2 separate regions of the Mus musculus genome follow, and region 2 is linked to region 1. Evidence: chromatin contacts called from public Hi-C data. All regions are on one chromosome and are shown on one strand. Each heading gives the region's core, a stretch centred on a gene start, on an enhancer-like site or on the middle of the called end of the contact. The rest is flanking DNA. Distances are from core to core; before and after follow the strand shown. Region 1 has its middle 49 kb from the start of Mepe. Region 2 holds the start of Spp1 (secreted phosphoprotein 1).

What was found. Hi-C and Micro-C count contacts between places; a contact is called where the count stands out from the background.
Region 2: a contact with region 1 is called in a Hi-C map of Sertoli cells, with 2.9 times the contacts expected there. The contact joins the promoter of Spp1 here to the enhancer-like site in region 1. A contact is called at or near these places in 1 of 39 promoter capture datasets (macrophages), 1 of 15 datasets of contacts at CTCF or cohesin (the NIH/3T3 cell line), 11 of 484 Hi-C or Micro-C datasets (the C2C12 cell line, CD8 T cells, the MC38 cell line and 6 more), 7 of 115 datasets of contacts at active chromatin or transcription factors (acute myeloid leukemia, bone marrow-derived macrophages, embryonic fibroblasts and 2 more) and 3 of 9 other capture datasets (adipose tissue, macrophages and pancreatic islet).

Annotation. Positions count from the first base shown.
Region 1 is chr5:104,371,150-104,377,208 of GRCm38.p6, forward strand. No RefSeq gene overlaps it. Among named protein-coding and RNA genes, the nearest start is that of Mepe, 49 kb to the left of the region's middle. Within about 2 kb of position 3,337, at least 64 of the 459 cell types and tissues checked have an H3K27ac peak or open chromatin away from gene starts, as enhancers often do. A contact at or near this core is called in the C2C12 cell line, the NIH/3T3 cell line, Sertoli cells and 2 more, where this site is marked.
Region 2 is chr5:104,432,570-104,438,498 of GRCm38.p6, forward strand. Spp1 (secreted phosphoprotein 1) reads left to right here and starts at 2,542. Exons shown (of 7, transcript NM_009263.3): 1 at 2,542-2,627; 2 at 3,806-3,873; 3 at 3,972-4,007; 4 at 5,086-5,166; 5 at 5,657-5,698. The coding sequence starts at 3,820. RefSeq lists promoters at 1-2,564, 1,107-2,587, 1,638-2,628, a cis regulatory region at 1,144-1,158 and enhancers at 1,808-1,835, 1,840-1,848, 2,466-2,512, 3,324-3,643, 3,393-3,429.

The sequences.
Region 1 (6,059 bases), core at 2,087-4,586:
TGAACACTCAAGTGAGCTCAAATATGAAAGAAACAAGACACAGCAAAAACTGTCTAGCGAGGCTGGCCAAGGGTAGATGATCACTCGTTATGAAGCCTATACTTTGTATGTATTTGAAGTTCACAATCAAATACTTTACAACAGAAAGAAATATATAAGACAGTTTAGAACTTTGTTGATGGCTAATATCCAGTTCAAGAAGCTAAGTTTAGGAAGTCTGAATTCTCCCAGGCAATGCCCACAAACTCACTAAATGATGAGGGGGTGGGGCTTGCTTCTCAACTCTGCCAATGGTCTTGGGCAACCGCAAGAACAGTAGCCACATGGTATGGCAAACATACTTACAAGTGGGTTCCTGGGCCAAACAGAAGCTGTAATTTAGCTGAAGGAACTGACAGTCCTTTTTAGCTTTCTCAATGTTTTTGAACTGGGAAGGGAGCGTGCGTATTGTCTCCAACACAAACGTGTAATCTTTGGCCCAGACAAATGGGTGCTCTTGTGGACAATCCCAGAGCAGAATCTGTCATCTTCTTCACATGGAATTTGTCCTGGTTACACTATCACACCACATCCTTCCTGAGAGGGTCCTTTCTCTTCTCTACTTCATTCTCTGTCCCCTTCAACTTGTACCAAAGGAAAGAAACCATGTTTTCCTTGCTTAACCATTTGAACAATCACAGCAAGGAATCTTTTTAAATACACAACTTCTAGCTGGTTTGTTGGCTAGACCTTTACTGCCGACAACATGTAGACTGTGACAAGGTACAGTTGAGGTGGTAAGAAAAGCCAGTATAGAGCCAGGACTTCTGTCCCCAGCAGTCTGTAAGGAGCCTCTACATCTTTTTATGTGATGTCAGTGGAGACTATATGTGGATCCTGAAGTTGGACTCCAATCCAGGAGAAATGAGGCACGCCATTGTAGAACTTCCATCTCACTGTTACTCACAAACAACATAAGAAATAGTAATTATTATACATTATTTATTCATTTTGTTTTTTAATATAATTATAATCTTTTCCCTCTTCCCTTTCCTCTAATCCTTTCCATCTCCTTCCCACCCCCAATTCTCTCTTAAATTCATGGCCTCTTATTTTTTTGTTACAGTCTCTCACACACACACACACACACACAAACATACACACACACAAATACACACATATGTATATATACTAGCAACACACATATATATTTGCAACATATACATATGTGTGTGTGTGTGTATGTGTGTGGGTATATATATATGTGTGTGTGTGTGTGTGTGTGTATATGAGTGTGTGTGTATGTATATATATATATGAGTGTGTGTGTGTGTGTGTGTGTGTGTGTGTGTATATGAGACACAGTCCACATAGTGTTAGTGTTACTTGTATTATATAATTTCAGGGCTGACCACTTAGTATTGAATAAGCAATGAAATGTTTTCTTCCCTGAGAAAAACTATTTCTCTCCTTCTCAGCATTCCTTGTTTATGGGTGGGGCCCCATGACATTTGCCTCTTCTGTGTTAGCATGTCTATTGGTGTTGTGCTGCTCAAGTCTTGTTTAAGCAGCTGTCTTATTGCAGTATCATGGGTGAAGATGCCCTGTTATTTCTAGGAAAATTAATTCCCTGGTCCTTTGGCTCTTACAGTCTTTCTGCCTCCTCTCCTACCATGAGCCTTGGGCCTTAGGTTCAGGAACTGCATTTTAGATGTATCAACTGGGGCTAAGCACCCCATGATTAATTGTTCTGTACCACTAGCCTCTATTTCACCATTAGGGGTATCATACTACGCTGGACACTGTTGTAGCTCACAGGCATCCTGGCTAGGTAGGACTCTTACTTGGTTTACCACCTTGGCAGCTTGCATTACACCCTGCAGTTCTATGAGATCTAGTCCTCAGGGAATAGACTCCCAGGTCAGATCCCACTCAGCTCCTCAAGGCCTGGGTCTGAGGTGAATGGTGTTTTCAGCAATAGGGACTTCAACCTCTGGGAAGCAAGCAAGGGCAATAACAATAGCTTGTATTGTTTGGGGAGTCCCTCTGACCAACAATTCCAATGGGGTTGCTGCTAATGGTTCTTGGTGTGTGCATGTGCGTGCGTGCGTGTGTGTGTGTGTGTGTGTGTGTGTGTGTGTGTGTATAAATTGTTATCAACCCAAGTAGAACAACATCACTTAAACTGTATATGTATGTGTATGTGTATGTGTATGTGTATGTGTATGTGTATGTGTGTGTGTGTGTGTATGTGTATGTGTGTGTGTGTATGTGTGTGTGTGTGTGTATATAAATGGTTATCAACCCAAGTAGAACAACATCACTTAAACTGTATATGTATGTGTATGTGTATTTGTGTGTGTGTGTGTATGTGTATGTGTATGTGTGTGTGTATGTGTATATGTGTGTATGTATGGATGTGTATGTGTATATGTATATGATGTATATGTATGTGATATATGTATATGTATATGTATATGTATGCCCAGAGGCAAATGCTACATCTCTTTCACCTGTAATCCCTAGCTCCAAATCTTCATATGAGAACATTAAGCTGGAGTAAGCACAGGTACCAGGAAAGTAAAGGGGGCACCATGCAGTGAGGAGGGGGCACGTGCAGTGAGGAGGGTGGCACCATGCAGTGAAGAGGGTGGCACTGTGCAGTGAGGAGGATGGCACCATGCAGTGAGGAGGATGGCACCATGCAGTGAGGAGGGGGCACCATGCAGTGAGGAAGGGGCACCGTGCAGTGAGGAGGGCGGCACTGTACAATGAGGAGGGCATACTGGAGAGCACTTTATTTGGGATAGGGGGAGCGAGGAGGGAGAGGGAGAAGGGCAAAGTAACACTAAGGAAGTCTGTCAGGAACATTAGCAATCATATTTTTACCTGAAATTGCATGCATACATACCTCCTTAACTAAAGAAACTAGGATTCAGAAAGAGCAAGGGAGTTATGCAAGGCTCAAGGTCAACAGGGGTCAGAGGGAACTTACTCTCAAGTTTTCCTGTCCTTACATACTGTACATTCCTGTCCATGCATACATACCCCTTTGCTCTCTTATGCTAACATAAATGGATGAAAATATTTACAATTTTTAAGTGACTTCTGTATATGTTCAGTCTTGGTGATAAGCCCATGAATTTGGAGAAATGTACATTATTCTTTCTATTTTACACTTCACAGAACTGGAGCAAAAGCAATGGCTTGCCCAAGGTCAGCTGGTAAATCAGGATGGAAGTCAGGGCAAGGCGCCAAATATCCAATTTCCTGTGTGGGAGTTGCTTTCACAATATCATATTCCTGCTAGTGGAGCCGTGAGATCGCAAGGTCATTGCATCCCGGGAACTGTCTGGGGACTCGCACTTGCCTATGAAGTGGCCTTGGGCAGGGACAGGGGAGGGCATGGCTCTGACTCAGAGCTGCCTAGAGCCAGCCAGAAGGTCAGGAAAGCTCACCTCTGTATGTGATGTAGCAAGCCACATCCTTGTCTATTTGTGTGGACATTCCCGAGAATTTCTCTGTTCCCCTCCTCATGAATTCTTCTTTAGCCTAAACGTGTAATTTTTTGGTTTCAGCAAAATATTTATCTAAGAGAGTTAGATACTCTGGACTTGACTGATTGACCTGCAAGTCTTTCTCAGTCTTGTAAGCATTTAAATGTTTCCTGGACCCCTGGCAGAGGCGATTCTTTCAGAATAATGGTTCTGTTTAGACTAGTGACAGTCCCATGACCAGAAAGTGAAATGAAGCAAACAGGCAGAGAAGGAGCAACACTGTACCTGACGTTCTATCAAGGTCTTTGTGTGAATTATGTTATTTAATCTACCAAACATTCTGTGAGATAGGAGTCCTCATCACTCTGCCTTTGCATGTGGGTAAACTGAGGCACAGGAAAGGTGAGTCATTCGGCTAAAGTTAAACAGTTTGAAAGCAGCAGGAAAAAAAGGTTGACCGCAATTTGAACCCCAGAATTTGTATCCTTATCAAAAGCATGAATGAGTGTTGGCTCAGACCAGAGGAAACTGCTCATATTACCAGCAATCACCATCCATGCTCATAGATCATTTGTTTTATGCATCAAGTATTGGGTTAAAGCCTTACGTCAATTACCCATTCCCTCTTGGGACAGCAATACCATCAAGTAGGGATAATAGTTGCAGCCAATTAGCAGTTAAGAAAGTAGCGACTAATAACTTGCTTGGGTCCCACAGGAAATTGCTAGCTTTAGTCAAGGAAGACTCATTAGCTTCAGAAGCTGTTTACAGCCAGCCTCTTAATCCAGAGATGACATCATCCCTAGACTACAGGACATTCCTGCATCCATTGCCATGGCAACCATCCCACACACCCCCACCCACCCTCCAGCATGCCTTACTTGCATCACCTGCCCTTGTCAACACCTGAGTTTACCTACCTCTCGGATAAAAGACATGGACCCCAACCCATCTCTCTCTTTTTCTCTTCCTTGCTTCTCTTTCAATAAAGGACCTCTCTGGTGAGAACTGTGCTGGCTTGGCGTGATCTATCCAGGAATACACTATCCAAGAATACACTGTTTTCAACTAACAAGACTAGCTGCCACATTATAGAAAATTAAATAATACACAGGAGACTCTACAGCAAGTCAGTAGACCCGAGCCCACTCCTTCCAAAGTCACTAGAACTTTCTTTTTAAGAGTATAACACTCTAAGCAGTTATTTGAACTAGTTCCTGACAAGAGTTTTTTTTGGTTCTTGGGGTTTTTTTTAAGATTTATTTATTTAATTTTTTTATGTATATGAGTACACTGTAGCTGTACAGATGGATGTGAGCCTTCATGTGGTTGTTGGGAATTGTATTTAGGACCTCTTCTCACTCCAGTCAGCCCCACTCGCTCTGGTCAACTCTGTTGGCTTAGTCCCTGGTCGTTCCAACCCATAGATTAATTTCTTATTATACTGTACACTGTAGCTGTCTTCAGATAAACCAGAAGATCAGATCTCATTACGGATTATTGTGAGCTACTATGTAATTGCTGGGATTTGAACTCAGGACCTTCAGAAGAGCAGTCAGTGCTCTTACCCGCTTAGGCATCTCACCAACGCTTGACAAGAGTTTTGAAGGCAAAGATTACTGGGTGATTGATTAATCTTGCCTGGTACAGGAAACCTAGAGAAGTCATGGATCTCAGAGGAGGATCTAAGATGGTCATTTCATCCAAACCATTCACCTGAAAAGTATCTCAACAGAAAAGGTTTTAGAGTCTCTATGTGGCAGAGGCCCAAGACTTCCAAAGGCCCGTCAGATGCATTTCTTTTACATCTCCCATCCACTTGCCATATCCACACCACAGTTTCCTGTTTACGGAAAAGTTCTAGAGCACAATCTCATCACCTGCAAAGCAAAAGCAAAACCTGGGCATTTCATAATCTATAACATGCCAACCTTGCCCAAAGGAATAACAGAGAAATAGGCTTTCCGTAGTGTTTGGGTATTGGCGTTCTTGGAAACTGGACCTGGACGTGGATGTCCTTATATCCTTAAAGAAAGCAGGAAGAATGTGTAATGAACCAGGAGTTCTTCTTTACTGTCTATGGTAGGAGTCTCTTTTTCTTTAGGTAAAACACTGGGTTTGGCATCAAAGTTAGGTCTTTTGATTATACGCAAATCTAATGCCTAGCCTGCTGTTGGGAAAAGGGCAGAGAAGCCAGCCAGCTCACTCAGTACATTTAAAAGGCTCATGAGTTATGGAAGGAAACCATAGAGTAGAAAAGAAAGCTAGAGAACTCTACACTATACAGAGCAGGATTCACACCTCAGATGGTCATAACTACAGGCTCTATCCCTCTATGAAAGGCTAGTGACTGCCAGTGACAGGCCAGGGACATTTCCAGGAGGCTGTGCCCCTATTCCTGGATTCCAGAGTGTGCATGATTAGGGGCCTCCATACACAGTCCCAGCTCATTTCTTCATCATAACCACAGGGTTACAGTTAACACAGAGGGGTTACATCCTTTCTTCTCCATGAGGAACTGAATTGTGTTCAAGAAAGTTCAACTGGTAACTTGGAACATACACACATCCATCCCTGACATTG
Region 2 (5,929 bases), core at 1,292-3,791, 61 kb after region 1:
TCTTTATTTCCACTGACAAGATTTACAAAGAATTTGGGCATTTTAAACTCTTGCTCCTATCTACCAACTGTTAGCTGAGCCTGAGACTTAGAAATACAAGAGCTAACTAACAGTGCTGCATTTAAATTGTTTAATGTGTGAATTCTAAACAACTACAAATTCCCACTCAGGGAAAATGTCAGCAGCATAGTTGGATTCGGAAAGCAAAAGCGCGTGCCTCCTCGAGTTAGAAGAGCGTTTTGTCCTCTGCTTTGCAGAATTGCTCCCAGTGCAAAGCCTCATCCTCAAGGTCGCTGGTATGAGTGTAGGAAGAGGGAAGCAGACAGTCCTGTCGCAATGGGATTGCTGAAGGCATCAACAGAGCGGGACAGAGGTGCTTCGGTTCTCAGGGTCCCTGGCCCTGGTTGCCAACTGGGTCATTGCTGAGAAATACTTCCTTACTCGGCATTCTGGGAAACAGGGTGCATACAGTCGGCCTCTAAGGATGCATTCAGAAAATCTTCGAAGCCTTTGAGGGCTGTCTGTTGCCCTTTCTAGAAATGCTGCCATCGTGTGGCACTTGGGAGTTAGAATGAAAAGGAGTCCTGGAGGGGTCATATGGTTCAGCTCGAGGTGGCGCAGCTCCAGCAAAATCTATTCCTATACCTCCCTAATTCGTGTTGAATCATTCCTGTGGGCGCAGAGTAAACTGCAGTGAAACCCTGTGGACGGCTTGCTGCCTTAGGATTTGTGGAATTTCCCTGAACAACACTGAAAACACAAACTCCAGTGGGTGTTGTGCTTAAAGGGCAAAAACGCTTGTTGTTAGGTTTTTTTCTTTTAAAAGAAATAAGGAGTCTGTTTTTACAACGTTAAAAACCTGTGTGATTTATATTTGATAGTCATAGGAGTCATCTTAATAAAGTGTGTGCTAAGGACCTTCAAAGTAATAATATTAATTCATTTAGAACACATCTATCAAGAGATAACCCAAATGCTCAAAACAGTTTTGTGCTACTTACTCTAACTCTGTAGAAGATTACTTAACCTATATTCATATTAAAAGCAGGGTTTGGCAAGTAGCACTAATATCTAATACAACAAAGGTTTGACTTAACTTTAATCTCAATTTCTGCATGCCTCTTACATTGGAGATGTAAGGTAATAAGCCTGTGTTCTCCATTTCGGGAAAAGAAAGGAAGTAACTGCAGGGCAGTATTAAATATTTAAAGAAGTCTGCTTCACCTATAATTTTATCTCATTTGAATACCTCTTAACTATTCAGTAACGTTTTGTTAATACAAATTTTAAAATCTTTTTAAGTAGCCAACCTTATATATTCCAGGAAATAAAACTCAAAAAAGATAATTCAGAAATATAAGCTGTGTCTTTAAAAAAATATTCAGAGAACCCTTTAACGTGTACAGCTTAAAGATCAATTCAAAGGCATTACAAATTTCAGCTCCTTGCCTCTGCTGAAGATTTCTGTAATAGTTAAAATATACACGTTCTTTAACATGTGGGGGAAGGAGCATTGCAAAATGTGAAGTGCTATCAACTGCACTTACACTAATCCATTGTCCTGTAGATAGACTAAGTGACTTGCCCAAGGTCACACCTGGCACTGCTTACAGAAGGACTGAAAGGCAGTCTGGCTCCTGCAGCTTCCCCACCCAGCAAGCATTCCAGTCTCACAAACTGCTTGCTTAGGCGGGCTCTATCTGGAGTAACCACCTCTTCTGCTCTATATGGCCATTATAGTTTAGATAGCATCAGAACCATCACTCCCAGCTGCTCCAACAGAGCAACAAGGTTCACGAGGTTCACGTCTCTAAAGGTCAGTGGAGGCAGGAGAGGAATTCAGGGTCACTGTGTGGTTTGCACAAAGAGCAAGCGGCTGCATAGCTCAAGTGTCAAAACTGAGTTGTTACTTTGTTTCGTTTTGTTGTGAGGTTTTGTTTCTTTTGTGAGAGGGTCTCACTTTCTGTTGCCCCAACTGACCTGGAACACAGTATGGAGCCGAGGCTAGCCTCAAATTCATGGTGATCTTCCGGAGTACAAAACAGAGCCACTGTGGCCCGGCCAACCTAAGCTACCGAATACAAAGGCAAAAGGGAGGGTCTGAAAGTTCTGCCGAGACAGCAGTTTTCTAGATTTAAGTAAGTCTGAGAGAATCAAATTGTGTATCCATGTGGCCTTTATCTGTAACTTAGATAGGAGAATCCATACCTTTCATCCCCATTGATGTTTTTCTACTAATTCAGTAACTATAAACAAAGTCTCTGTGAGGGTGATCTACTCTTCCTTTCCTTATGGATCCCTGATGCTCTTCCGGGATTCTAAATGCAGTCTATAAATGAAAAGGGTAGTTAATGACATCGTTCATCAGTAATGCTTTGTGTGTGTTTCCTTTTCTTCCTTTTTTTTTTTTTTAACCACAAAACCAGAGGAGGAAGTGTAGGAGCAGGTGGGCCGGGTAGTGGCAAAAACCTCATGACACATCACTCCACCTCCTGATTGGTGGAGACTGTCTGGACCAGCATTTAAATTCTGGGAGGTCTGAGCCACCAGCAGCTCACACTGAAGAAGCATCCTTGCTTGGGTTTGCAGTCTTCTGCGGCAGGCATTCTCGGAGGAAACCAGCCAAGGTAAGCCTGCAGTGGCCCATGAGGCTGCAGTTCTCCTGGCTGAATTCTGAGGGTGAGTCCAGAGAACATTCTTTCAACAGTCGTATTTGTTAGTCAGACTCGTGCTGTTCTGGTCTTTTTGAATAAGCTGGTCAGGTACATTGCAGGTTTCCCGGTATTTTCAAAGCCAGTTGGATGTAGAAGTTAAAATAAATCTAGTTGGTCCTCTAAAGGAGAGAGAGAGATCTGCTAGTAATCTCTCTCTCTCTTTCTCTCTTTCTCTCCCTCTCTCTCTTCCTCTCTCTCCCTCTCTCCCTCCTCTCTCTCTCCCTCCTCTCTCTTCCTCTCTCTCTCCCTCCTCTCTCTCTCTCTCCCTCTCTCCCTCTCTCCCTCTCTCTCCTGTCACACACACATTGTAAAGTTCTATGTATCTTTGGAACAAATGTCTGCATCATTTTAAAGTGGCTGGATGACTGTGGAGACCAGTAAAGGAGGATCCTCTATATTAATATAAACCAGATACAGTTATTTTTAGAAAACTGTCTCACTTCAAAAGAGAACCTTCCTTAATTTCTCGCTTCTGCACTTGGCTTTTACAGTTTTCACTAAGGTCCCTGTGTGATAACACAGACTCATCAACATGCACAGAAAAGCTGTTGCCTGCTCTCAGTGTTTTATTTTTATTATTATTATTATTGTTGTTGTTATTATTATTATTATTAGTCCAAATAGAACATCTTACTCAAATTCAAAGATATCTTTGTTTCTTTCAGCTTTGTATAATGTAAGTTAAAATCACATTTGAAATGCAAATGGAAAAAGCAATTTTCTTTTATCATTCTATTTTCTCTTTTTCTTCCTTGCAGAAAGTACTCTCATGGTAGTTCGTTGCTTTAATTACTCGATTACTGTGAAACAAATCTTGGTGTGGAGCTCTAGAGACATCAGATAGTGGGGGCATAAGCTCTGAGACTCCAGACGTAAAGTTTGGATGAATAGAGTTGTGAAATTGCCCTTTTCCTTGCTAAGGATGAGAGGTGGAGAGGTAGAAAAGGCACACAAATATTGACTCACTGAAATTTTCTCTGAGATGTAGAAAGATTCCATAAATTATTGGTGACTTGGTGGTGATCTAGTGGTGCCAAGAGTGTGTTTGAACCTGACAAGACATCAACTGTGCCTCATAAAATATGTTGCAGGACTAACTACGACCATGAGATTGGCAGTGATTTGCTTTTGCCTGTTTGGCATTGCCTCCTCCCTCCCGGTGAGTACAGCTGAATCTTAGAGAGAATTCTTGAAAACAAATGAATTTTAGCTTTAGCACACTCACACGCATTTCCTTGTCACTTTTCTGTTTTAAAGGTGAAAGTGACTGATTCTGGCAGCTCAGAGGAGAAGGTAAGCACCTCCGGGTTGATCATTTAACTGAAGAATGTTCGCCAGCGTCGCAAAGGTTGCTAGGAACAGCAATTTTTTGTTGCCATTTTATTCATCTATATAATTAGACCTGAGTATTTCAAAGTACTTACTATGTATTTTAGACAGAGACAGTACCAAATCGGCCATTGTTTTTAATAAACAGATTCTCTTATAATTAGATTTTTAATATAATAAAAGCATGTTCTAGACAATTGCTACTTACATAAAGCAGGTCACAGGACCTTGAGTGACTGGTTCTTTCCTGAGTCAGCATGCTTGGAAAATCCTGCAGGCTGACTTTAGAAGGTCACTCAGATGTCAGCTGGAGCTGATCATATGACTATGATATTTACAATACCATCCAAGTCCATCTTGAAAAGAAAAGTCCATTTGTGCTGTTTGGATCTATTAGCTGACTTTAGATCACATTTTCCTAAATGAGAATGAAAACCAAACCAGTACCTTTACATGTTTCAACATAAGACCAGCAGCATTGGCATACCTGTGCCTCCACATAGGTAAGAATATGCTGGTGTAACACAGACCCTGTGCTTGGACAAAAAGGCACACAGAGTTCAGGTCCAAGTGTAGAGCGTCATTGCAGTTTCATTGCTCAGCGAAGACAGTCAGGGAAGCACTTGTGCACAGAATGTGTGAGCTGGTGGTGGGGCTGCCTGTCTTCCAACAGTCTGGAGAACATGGGTGCTCAACTACAATAACAAGATGGGAGAATTAACATTTCCATACAGGAAAGAGAGACCATAACTAGTACTTTAAAATGTCACAAGAGAAATATTTTTAAATACAAGGATGCATTTTAAAAAGAAGTAACAGTATAAGTCATCAAATGGGATTTAGGATGTAGCCGAAAAGCTCAAAAGTCAGTTTTCTAGAATTTCAGCGATGTAGGAGCAGAAGAAAATATTTAAAAAGCCTTTAAGAATATACTCCTAAAGATAAGCACTCGTTGTTCATGTTAAGGTTATGGCTTACAGAGCTCTGTGTTTCTTTTTTTAATAATAGCAAATGCATACTTTTTTTTTTTTTTTTGAAATAGCTTTACAGCCTGCACCCAGATCCTATAGCCACATGGCTGGTGCCTGACCCATCTCAGAAGCAGAATCTCCTTGCGCCACAGGTATTGTGTTTTAATTTCTCAAAACTGAACAGCTGGGCTGGATTGATGGCAGAGCTGTTCTTACAGAGGACCCAGGTTCAGTTCCCAGAACCTAGATATCAGTTCACATTCTTCTTTAACTCCATTCCAGGGGTCTGTTGTAGTCCTCTGATCTCCTTGGGGCTCGGCAGATACATGGAACACTACTACGCATGCAAGCAAAACAGTTACACACAAAAATTAAAGTAAACAAACAATAAATGAACAAAACCCTAAACTGCTAATGAGCAGCTACTAATCAAGCCACACAGGCTAGGTAGCCGGAGCTTCTTGCTTAGAAGTGAGTGTCTAGAGGACCAATGGATAGTTTGCATCCATTGTAGCCTTTGTATCTATTGTATCATCTGGCAGGCTGAAACATGACACCTGCATTAGGATGAAAAGGGTAACTTTAGAATTAAGCAACTGATCATGTATGTTGTGTACTGATATGTGACCTTCCTTTTTTCAGAATGCTGTGTCCTCTGAAGAAAAGGATGACTTTAAGCAAGAAGTAAGTTCTCACATTCACTGAGACCTATTTTTAGAGACACCGAGGAAGCCACCACATCATTTTCTTCAGATTGTCAGTCCCTTAGAAAGTATCCAAGTAAATCTCCATTCAAAAACTTGCTTAGAGGGGCTCTGTGTTCATTCATCACCAAAATACACAGGCTCTTCAGAGAAGTTTAGTGTTACAGAAAGTGCCTACTCGTGCCTGCTATTTGAAACTTTAAGCCTCTTG